Linked DNA regions of Mus musculus: region 1 is linked to region 2. Evidence: chromatin contacts called from public HiChIP or PLAC-seq data. All regions are on one chromosome and are shown on one strand. Each heading gives the region's core, a stretch centred on a gene start, on an enhancer-like site or on the middle of the called end of the contact. The rest is flanking DNA. Distances are from core to core; before and after follow the strand shown.

The links. HiChIP or PLAC-seq counts read pairs in DNA pulled down with a chosen protein or histone mark.
Region 1: a FOXA1 HiChIP or PLAC-seq map of pancreatic cancer cells shows a contact between it and region 2. The contact joins two enhancer-like sites. A contact is called at or near these places in 1 of 115 datasets of contacts at active chromatin or transcription factors (pancreatic cancer cells) and 2 of 9 other capture datasets (adipose tissue and liver).

Annotation. Positions count from the first base shown.
Region 1 is chr3:144,680,644-144,685,971 of GRCm38.p6, reverse strand. It overlaps a transcript of Sh3glb1 not described here. Among named protein-coding and RNA genes, the nearest start is that of Sh3glb1, 37 kb to the left of the region's middle. Within about 2 kb of position 2,666, at least 23 of the 459 cell types and tissues checked have an H3K27ac peak or open chromatin away from gene starts, as enhancers often do. A contact at or near this core is called in pancreatic cancer cells, where this site is marked.
Region 2 is chr3:144,502,365-144,507,873 of GRCm38.p6, reverse strand. All of the region lies in intron 1 of Hs2st1 (heparan sulfate 2-O-sulfotransferase 1), which reads left to right. Gm43707 reads left to right here. Exons shown (of 1, transcript XM_017319867.2): 1 at 1-5,509. Among named protein-coding and RNA genes, the nearest start is that of Gm43707, 7.1 kb to the left of the region's middle. Within about 2 kb of position 1,438, at least 142 of the 459 cell types and tissues checked have an H3K27ac peak or open chromatin away from gene starts, as enhancers often do. A contact at or near this core is called in pancreatic cancer cells, where this site is marked.

The sequences.
Region 1 (5,328 bases), core at 1,417-3,916, 180 kb before region 2:
TATGGTCACCAGTATGACAGACATGCCAAACTGGGGAAAGCCCACGAGGCCTCAACCCTAGACAAAGAACTAGAAGCAACTAAATAAAGCAGGGGCAGGGAGAGGTGGGCCTGAGGAAGGAGCACACTAATGGTCAGCCCTGAAAACATACAAGTGACACTCTATAACATGTTATACTTGGGGATATATAGGTGTGTGTGTGTGTGTGTGTGTATACCAATGTACACACACACACATATATATATATGTATACACTGCATCAACAGTTGATTAAAAAAGATATGAATGAAGAAAAGCAGGAAGGGGTTATGGGAAGTTTGGAAGAAGGAAAGGGAGAGGAGAAATGTAATTAAAACCAAAAGTAAACATCAATAAAAAGATAAATGTCCTAAGTGGACGCTGCAGCCATGTCATCAGGGTTCCCTTTGTCCCACATCCTTTGGAATGACACTGCCCTTGTCCATTTCTATCCGCATAAGGGAGTTTCTCTTGGGAGTATATTATTCTCCCCTGCACTCTGGCTTTGATTAGGAACATATCACAACATCCACTTTTTAATATATTTGGAACCCAACACTGGGAGTCATAGAGACCAGCCTTATTACTAGGATCCATCCCAACTGCTATTGCTACAACATAGCACTACTGCTATTCTGTCTAGACAGAATAGGTTGGTGCTAAAACCTCTCCGCACAGAAAGTAAGACTATAGACTTTGGAATACTATATAGACTATAGAGTCAAGAAATTTTTTTAAACCTATCATTATTACCACCTATGTCTGAGGCAAATTATATGACCTTAATTCCTGTTTGTTTGTTTGTTTTCACAAGTAATATGCAGACTGACGGCCCGGCCTCCCTGGTGTGAAGCATGCGGTAGTTCTGAAACAGCTCCCTGGCCAGCAGTGCACCACTGGAGAATGTCTTAGAAATCCAAACTCTCTGATCCCCGCAGAATCAGGAAATCCAGAGGTGGAGTACAGCAGCATGGGCTTTACAAACCCTCAGGGAAGATGATGTGTGTAGAACCTGGTGGGCCACCGTTGTGCAAATTAAAAGAATTCACACAACCTGCACATCATAAATAGTTACTCATTTCTAAGTAACACCATTAGCATTTCTAAAGTACTGAAATGGACCATTCACAGGGAAATTTCTTATGTCCCTTTCATAACTGCCAATTTGACAGCCAAAAGTTTGAGGTTAAGATTTCTGATGAGCATATGAAGCACACATCCCAATACTTTCACCATAGATATAATGGCAATATTTAGAAAAAAAAGTAATTGAGATGATCTTAGTGTTCTATTGCTGTGAAGATGCACCATGACCAAGGCAGCTCTTGTGAAGGAAAACATTTCATTGGAGCTAGCTTACATTCAGAAGTTTAGTCCATTTTTGTTCTGGCTAAGCATGGCAGCACACAGGTAGACATGGTGCTGGAGAGGTAGCTGAGAATTCTACATCGAGATTGGCAGGCAGTAGGAAAAGAAACACTGGGCCTGGCTTGAGCATCTGAATCCCCAAAGCCCAGCCCCAGTAACAAACTTCCTCCAACAAGGCCACACCTACTCCAACAAGGCCATGCCTCCTAATTCCTGTTACTTAGTACCACTCCCTCATGAGCAAGTGTTCAAATATATGAGCCTGCAAGGGCCAGTCCTATTCAAAACACCACAGAGATCTGTCTATAAAAATCATCTCACTTCCTAAAAAGAGAACTATTAGAAGAGGGGTGAGACTTTGCTCAGAAAACAGTCCAGATCTGCTTCTACACGGGGAAAAACCAAGTGGGAGAGTTTGAGCTTCAAAATGCTAAATCATAGCTCGGAAACATGATCAGGTTAGCTTGGAATTGCTCAAAGCACACATAATGGCATGGTATGTTCTAAAGAAATCTCATTATACGTGCATAACAGGACTAACTGTACCCCATGAACCTTCCTAACAAAGTTCATTTCATAATGGAACCCTGGAAAACTAAATGAATTTACCTTCAACACAGGGTGTTTGGATATAAACGAGTTACATGCAGGATTCTAAAATAATGGTGAGTTTAGAACACTTTCTCATAACCCATTCTTTTAGAGAGCACTAGACAGCAAGTCCCGCAGAACTTAAATATGTGGTTCATACGGCAAATTATTCACGTAAGCTCATAGGCCCTAGGATTCCTCGCTGATAAAAGGAAAATGTTAGAAATCAGATCACGAACGTCTTTCACGCTCTTGTATCCCAACAGACTTGAGAAAAGCCCAAGTTTTTCAAGTTTTAATAATAAACTAAACCACACTTACTCACCGGAACAGTATGCACAATTCTAGTGGTGGCTGTTGGGTGGGGTGAGTTTGCTTATATGTTAAATTACAAAGCTGCTCGGTCAGAATGTTTGGGCTGATAAGTAACCAGGAGACATTTGGGAATCCCTCTCAACCAGGACGGACCCGGACCCAGCCCTCCCCTCAGAGGAACTGGACACACACCATGCTGACTTGGTAGTGGTTCTAATGAGCCTTTATGAACAGTGGCACGGCATCCTGTGGATTCAGGGCCTTCAGGATTCCCTTCGAAAATACTGATAACACACGGTACTCCTAACATTTGGCCTACAGTTAATGAACACTATCTTCCTTGAGCCCAACAGAAAGGCATGTCTGCCCCTGCTTTGCAGATAAGAGAGTCGTGAGCCATTCTGAGAGAAGGCAGCAGAGCCAGGTCTTGTTTCCAGCTCAGCAGCCCAGTCTCTCTCTTTACACTTAATTGCATGTGTGCACACATGAAGAAATATGTATGCCATGACACATGCATGTGGATGTAAGAGGACAACTTGTAGGAGTCAATTCTGTCCTACCAGGTGGCTCCTGGGGATGGCACTCGGGTTGTCAGGTTGCTACCAGGCATCTTTTCCCACTGAGCCACCTTGGTGGCTTGAGAGCCCCAGCCTTAGTCAGGGTTTCAAAACATTTTTTCTATATGCCCATAAAACATGGCCAATATCTCTTTATTTTCTATACTGATGGCCTAGAAACTGTTTATGAAGCAGAAAATGTGTTGCCCCTAACTATGAACTAAACTAAAAATACCTACAGCCCACTGAGCCAACAGGGGACCTGCTGGCCTCATTAACTGCCACATCTGAAAGAGCAATCAATGTCGGTTTAAGTCAGAGGTTCTTTAAAATACAGCCCCTAGAATCAGAAGGTCATGGATATCTTCCCCTAGCATGTAAACATGACTATAAATTCAATATTCTAGACTATCCCCTATATTCGACTAAATACCATAAACCACAGGACTATTACAAGCCAACATATGAATGTACTCAGACATAACTGCTATCTTACAGACATTTTAACCAAGTCAGTTCTCTTCTCTATGAGTATCCCCTTCCCCTGTTGGTCTATTCATCTACCGTCCTCCACGAAGCCAACCACTGGCCCACCACACCCCCTTCTCACTCTGGGCCTATTAAACTTGGGGATAGCTAATGTGAAACTTTGTCAGACATCTGGCTCTCACTTCAGGACCACTAAATGTGTTGTCACCCATATGATCTCCTTAAGTAAGATATCTCAATGGTATCGGGTCTAATCATCCAGTGCCCAGCAGCACTTCAAGGTCAAGTGTCTGGTCTTTCCTCGTTAGGATGCTGTGACTCGGCGTAGCTGTCAAGGCATGAAGAACCAATTATCGTGTAGCTGGGCTTCAGAGTTCATATCATTAGTCCACAAGCCAATGAAGGGCTAAGGGTATGCTTAGTGCTGGAATGTCCTTTCATACTTGAAGAACGTTCTGTTTAACTAAGCCTGCGGAAATAAGGCTTTCTTTCTGTCTCTCCTTTCAAACTGCTTCCCTGGAAAAACACAAACTACTTCCAGCCATAAACTGAAGTGTTATACCCTTTTCCTGGCATTTTCCTCAGTTCTCTATACCAGTCACTAATGAGTAACTTGATGAGCAAGCAGTATTCCCAAAAGACAGAAAAGGGGTCCATTCCAACAGTCAACCTGAATAGAAAAGTGTTCTCTCTGCCTCTCCAAGTCTATGTGATTTTACTGGGATTGTGTTTGTTGGGAGAGCTCTGTTTGTTCATTCAGTATTCGGTAGAGCACTCCACCGCCCTGTTTAGTAGGATAGGAGTATGTCATTTAAAAGAAAGTAGTTGTGTCCCATGGCATGAACCAGGTGCCAGCCACTGCTGGAGTGCTCCACACATGTTATCTCACCACATCCTTGTACCGTGCTGTAGGCTGGAGACTGTTGTACTGGCTTAGATGAGAGCCTGAAGCTAATAAAGAGCCTCTCTGCTCAGCTCTCCTGAGTCTCCTGATGCTTGCAGTGTCCTGAGCCGTTCCTCCCATCCCTCCCTCTCCTCTGGATGCTAGCACCTCTCGTTTTCCCATAGGTTATCAGATATACTGCCATGGCTGTAGACCTCCCTTCATGACCACTCCTACTGTTCCTTTAACTACCAAAACTACGCCCACCCTAACTTTAACCCCTCAATACATCTGTGTTTGAGGGATTCCCACCTATGTGCTCTGAGAGTTGACTACACAGCAGAGCCCCCGCCCAGTCTCAGGTCTTCTTCCCAACTCTCCTAGTAAGTAAAGCTCCCCCAGTCCCAGAGAGGTTGTTCGTCAGACTGGCTTGGGATACAGAATGCTTGAGCTCTGTTTCTGCTTCTGACTCTTCTCATCTGTGGGACTATAAAAAGTCAATTGACTTCTGTATGCCTCCTTTTTATTTTATTTTTCCTGTGTGTGCATATGTATGCAAGTGCTCACCGGGACAAGAGGACAATGTTGGGTGTGTCATTCGGTAGGAACTGCCCACTTATTTGATACAGGGACTTACAAGTAGCTAGGCTTGCTGGTAACTTAGCCATAGGACTTGCTTCTGCTTCCCCAGCTTTGGGGTTACAAATGTACATTAACACCACACCTGGTTTTGGTTTTGTCTGTGTGTTTTGTTGGTTTTTTTTACCCCCCCATGGAGTTTTAGGGAATTGGGCTCGGGTCTTGCAAGGCAAGCACTTTACCAATGGAGCTGTGTCTCTAGCCCTTTGCCTCAGCTGCTTGAGCCTCATAGTGTACTGGCTGCGGGTCTTGCAAGGCAAGCACTTTACCAATGGAGCTGTGTCTCTAGCCCTTTGCCTCAGCTGCTTGAGCCTCATAGTGTACTGGCTGCCTATAGCTGCCAGTTTAAATATGGCGGCATGTGTGGCGTGCTGTCAAGAGTTGGTTAAGTGTTCCTAAAATACCATCTATCCAAACTCGCCAGACTCTTAATAGAGAGCTCTAAACCCATGTTCACACAGATTGCCC
Region 2 (5,509 bases), core at 189-2,688:
CCAAACAGTGCAAAACAGTTTCTATTTAGTTTTTATCTATTTGTTTACTGTAGTGCTAAAGATAACCCAGGGATAGCTGGACTTTTGGCTGCTTTGTCTGTTCGTATTTTTACCACTTTATCCCTTCCAGTCCCACAAAACTAGGGAGGAGAGAAAAAAGGCTGGAGGGGAAAGTGGGCGTCAATATTGTTAAGATGACTTCCTGCTGAGTAGGGGTGTCAGTTCCTTCGGGCAGTTTTGGTCTTCATCAGGCTCTCTCTAGCCAGCTACCAGTGACAGCAGGTGCAGCAGGGCTGCCCCATCTTGGGTGCCAGCATTTCTTTCTCTACCCTTTCAAGAGTCCCTAGAATCCCATGGGTCATACATTTGCAGAAACTGTCTGCGAGTGGCAAAATCATGTCCCTGCCAGAACACAAGGCAAATCATAGTCAGCTGCTGTGGACAATCTGAAGCAGCCCATGTCCCACACCTGGGACCAAAACAAACTACATTCTTGTAACGATTCTGTTTTTTACACTCTGTCACCGAGTTAACAGCCCAGCCTGGAGCAGTTTGAATAATGCTGCATATTTAACAGAGAATACATTCTTAAGTCTCTGGTAGATCTCCTCTTAAGGTTCATTCGTAATAGCCAGCAGGTTTCTTGTTTGGGGCATAGGGTAGTAAGACTATGGCTGTGTGGCACCAGCTTTTACAGTGGCTTCCTGTAACCTAACGCCAGAATTGGGTCTCGGTGGGAGCTGGGCATTTATTTGGTCAGCCTGGGAGTCTCCCAGCTCCTTGATGTACACCTGCCAGGGAAAGAAGCTGCTTTACTGAAAATAAAAGGAAAAGCTGGTTTTCTTCACGTTACCCACTAGTGGGGTGTGGGTACTACAAAGAAGGTAAACAAACACTGAGCAAGAAGAGTAACTTTGAGAACCCAGAGATGCCATTTGGCAGCAGACTGCAGACTATACCTTCTCAGCATTGATCTCAAACCGATATTACTTAGTTCTCAAAGATGCTGACTGGAAGCCAGCTACCCCCAAAGGTCCCAGGTAAACATGGCACAGTGTCCACCTAGAATCTGAGGCACAGCCTCTGCGCTTACTGACAGAGATCCAGGGTGGCTGTGACAGCTGTTGTTAAACTCCAAGGTCTTTAAGTAGGGACACCAGGGCAGTCTGCATCACTGTTCGTGAACCCTAGGCCCTTGGACTGAAAGAGAATTGTCACAGTGTCTTTTTCTTTCCTCTCTCCAACCTAACATAGTGGCTGGTATGTCACTTGGTGGATTCTAAGCATCAGTGAATGAATGGCACTGCCCCATTGGTTTGAGATTTCACTGCAGCTTATTTTTAACACTCAGGAGCCCAGCAAAGGAAAGCACCAGCAACAGCTGGCCAGTCCAGACAGGGAACTTGTTTATCCCTAACTGAGCTAATGCTGAGTCATGTTTGCCTAAAGATCCCTCATGTCAGGTGCCCAGCTGGGATTCCCAGCCTTCTGGGGAGAGAGAGGCTCAGAGGGAGAGAGAGGAATTCGAGGTGGACAATAAATTCCTTCACTTAGATAATGAACACAAGGCTGCACAAAGCTGCGCAGCTCTCAAGGGGAGCGTGCCCCTCACCCTGGCCACTCCCTGTCTTGCTGTTGAATCCAACTCTAGAGGAAGCTTGGTGTCAGACTCGGCTGCATATCTGAGAGATGGTGATGTGTGTGTTGTGCTATGCGGTGATGGGCAGCCTGCTTTTGACTCTGTTTTTCCTGAAGTCAGGGCTCAGTTGGAGGTAGTGAGAGACCCCCAAGAAAAGCAGTCACTCCCATGAGTCCTTTGACGCCAGGCTAACTCTCCTAATGTCAGTCAGGTCTCTTGACACTCAATTCCCTCTCTGGGATATACAGGCCACAGTAGAGGACAGACTGGGAAGTAACAACCCTATTGCTAGGCTTGTACTCTCATGGAGAATTTCTCATAGCTTCAACAAATAAACAGTTCAAGGGAACATCCATTTACCATACTGGAGTCTGGACCTAGGAGGCCCCTTAGGAACCAAAGGAGGAAGCAGTAGGATGGAGAACCAGATGGTTTGGTCTGAGTCTGTGGATGGCCCAGGGGGTGTGCATTGGTCCTCAGGGGCATGTGAGAGGGTACAGTGGTGAGGTGGAGGCATCCTGCCCCCTCGCTCCCCAGCACTAGGGAGGCTGAAGTTATGAAGTGGTTCAACTTAGGGGCCTCATCTCCAGCCGCCCTATGGCTTTCCTGGATGAAGCGCAGAAAGACTAACATTTTAATTTTTCTATTATGTAGACAGCGTGAAGACTCAAGGACAGGAATTAGATTTAGCCCCTTGGGATTGAGCTGCTAGAAACTACAGGTTTAAGGAGAGAAAATTAGATGAAAGGTTTTGGGGAGACAAGTACTTATGGCAATATCAGATTTATAATCTTACAGGTTTTGTGTATTTTTAAACATCTATTGGAATAATTAAATAAGTCAATCACCATGCTGGATACATCCTAGAGGAAGATGACAGGCACAAATACAGACATGCCTCCTGCTTCATCGGGGCTTACAGCGTATCCAGGATAGTAACCGAGGACCCAGGTCAGGCTCCCACAGTGGCGATGCAGTGGGGGAGCAGAGGTGGTGCAGCCTGGCTGGGAGCTCTTTCAGATTCTGTGCACAGGGAGGGTCTGCAAAGGTGAGCACCAAGGCCATGAGGAGACACCATGGTGGATCCTTGAAATGTGAAGAGGAATTACGTCAGCTTTTCCCCCTAGAAATGAGTGAAACGTACAGAAGAAAATAATACTTTAGTGTTTTAAAAGCAAACACTGAAAGATAGCCAGTGCTTACACAGAGCCCTGAAAGAGCCTGAGAGGAGGAGCTGCCCGTGCTTCTCGAGATTGTTCTGCGTGTGCTGCCTGTACATCATTTCCACCGGTCTTCCTCCCATCACCTCCACCCGTGCCTCCCTCCCCTTCCTTCACTGTTATTGGGGTGGGGTGTGTGTGTGTGTGTAAAATCTGCTGAGTCTAAGTGTTGCTTATATGCGTATGTGTTTAAAGGTGACTGGTTGAGATTGTATAACTTACGGGGCCACCCCCTCTCCTTGTTTCCTTCCCTCCCTCCCCTACCCCATCCTCTGTCTCCATTGATCCTGTAGCTCTTTATCTAGAGGTGGGACCCCGTGAGGTTTTCTCATCACATCAGCTGCTGTTGTCACTATGCAGGGTCTTACTATATTGTTTTGAGAACTCACGTAGCTTCCCTGTCACTTATTGACGATACCACCTAACAGCAGACCAGGGTCTCTGGCTCTTACAGCCTTTCTGCCCCTCTTCTGCATTATTCTCTGAGCCTTATGTGTAGAAGTTGGGTTGCAGATGTACCAACTGGGGTTGGGCACCCCATGGTCCCTTGTTCTCGGCATTCTGACCTGTTGAGGATCTCCATAACCATCTCCCATCTGCTGCAGAGAGGCTGCTGTGACAAGGGCAAGGGCTGTACTCATCTCTGGCTATCCAGCTAGGTGTTAAGAATGCAGTTAGGAAAGTGGACTTATAGATCCTCCTCTAAAGTCCATGACTTTAGCAGCCTTGGTTCACAGTACTAGACCAGAATCCTCTCCTGTTGAGCCTGCCTTAAGTCTTAGATAGCTGTTGCTTACCCCCGAGGTAAGAGAGCCTTTGCTGTACCTTTTGGGGAGGGCTACCCATTGTTGTGGTCCATGCGCTTTACAGTTGGCTAGGTTGGTAGTTGCTTTTCCTCCTGGGCAGCTTGCATAGCACCTTCAGATGCTAGGAGAGCTTCTAAGAGGGATGGCTGTAATGCTGAGCAGCACAGGAAGACAAACTGGAAGGAGAAGTTTAGGAGACATGACAGAAGTGTGGCCACAGACTGCCTTTCACATGTAACTGCTTCACAGGTCTTTGTAGCCCACTGTCTTAGTCAGGGTTTCTATTCCTGCACAAACATCATGACCAAGAAGCAAGTTGGGAGGAAAGGGTTTATTCGGCTTACACTTCTATACTGCTGTTTATCACCAAGGAAGTCAGGACTGGAACTCAAGCAGGTCAGGAAGCAGGAGTTGATGCAGAGGCCATGGAGGGATGTTCTTTATTGGCTTGCTTCCCCTGGCTTGCTCAGCCTGCTCTCTTATAGAACCAAGACTACCAGCCCAGAGATGGCACCACCCACAAGGGGACCTCCCCACTTGATCACTAATTGAGAAAATGCCTTTCAGCTGGATCTTGTGTAGGCACTTCCTCAACTGAAGCTCCTTTCTCTGCCTGTGTCAAGTTGACACAAAACTAGCCAGTACACCCACCTTGGCCAGAGATCATCCTGTCTGAAGTATCCCCTAAAACAGATATGAGCCTCTACAAATAAGTCTCACTCTCCTGGACTACAGTGTTTATTTTTAACCGAATAGTCTAATAAGAATAACAAGGCATATAATGACGTAGACAAGTGATCAAGACCTTGGAAAATAAGTAGTGAAAGCCAAGTCCACAGACATCAGGTGCTGGTTATTAGACATGGATTTAAGACGGCCACATGGAGGGATCGTGACACACACAGATATCTGCAAAGGTAGTCGTCGTCATCAAAAGTAACAGCTTTAGTAACACAAATATAAATGGAAGCCATAATAACTAAAACTGAATGAGCCTTCTGGCTTGGCCTGTATTGAGGGCTTATCAAATGAATATTCCTGCCTATGCGTAATTAAAGCTAGCCCTTATTAATAGAATGGATCTGTGAAAGGCTACACATGAGGGACCTGGCTTCTTGAGAAAGAGAAGCTTCTAAAGTGATTTTGCTATCTATTCATTTTGACTTTCTCTTTGAGAGATTTTTATAACTCTTAGTGCTGGGCGGAACCTAAGTAAAAGTAGTTTTATGTATCTCAGAAGTCCAGAAGGTTAGGCCTCAAAGCTTTGTGCTGCAGGGCTTGGAATAGTTTACACATGTTTACATATAAATCTTCCCCAAGCACGGTAAAACTCCAGGCACAGAGTCCAAGTGCAAAGCCCACCGGTGAGCAGGGCTGAGAGGTGGCCTCAGGGGTAAGAACACTTTTCTCCTGCAGAGGACCCGAGTTCAGCTTCCAGCACCTAAATGGCAGCTCACCACCTATTCATACCTTCAGTTTCAGGGGAGCTGATGCGCTCTTCTGGCTTCTGTGGACGTATAGCATATACATCTAGCAGGAAACACATGGTACACTGCAGCGTGTATCTCAGGACACAAGACACACATCTCCAGATATATTCACACTCACACACACACACACACACACACACACACACACACACACACACAGTCATTTTGTTCCTATGGGCTAAAGCTAAAAGAGAATCTTCAAAGAAATACAGTTTAGTCCAGGGAGTAGTGTTGTTCATAAATACATGGAAGAGCTAGGATGCTACCTAAACAGAAATAATGTTTTAAGTGTTGGATCTTATGCAAGTGAATACATCCTGCATCTCTTACCAGAATGAACATGGTTCTTATAGG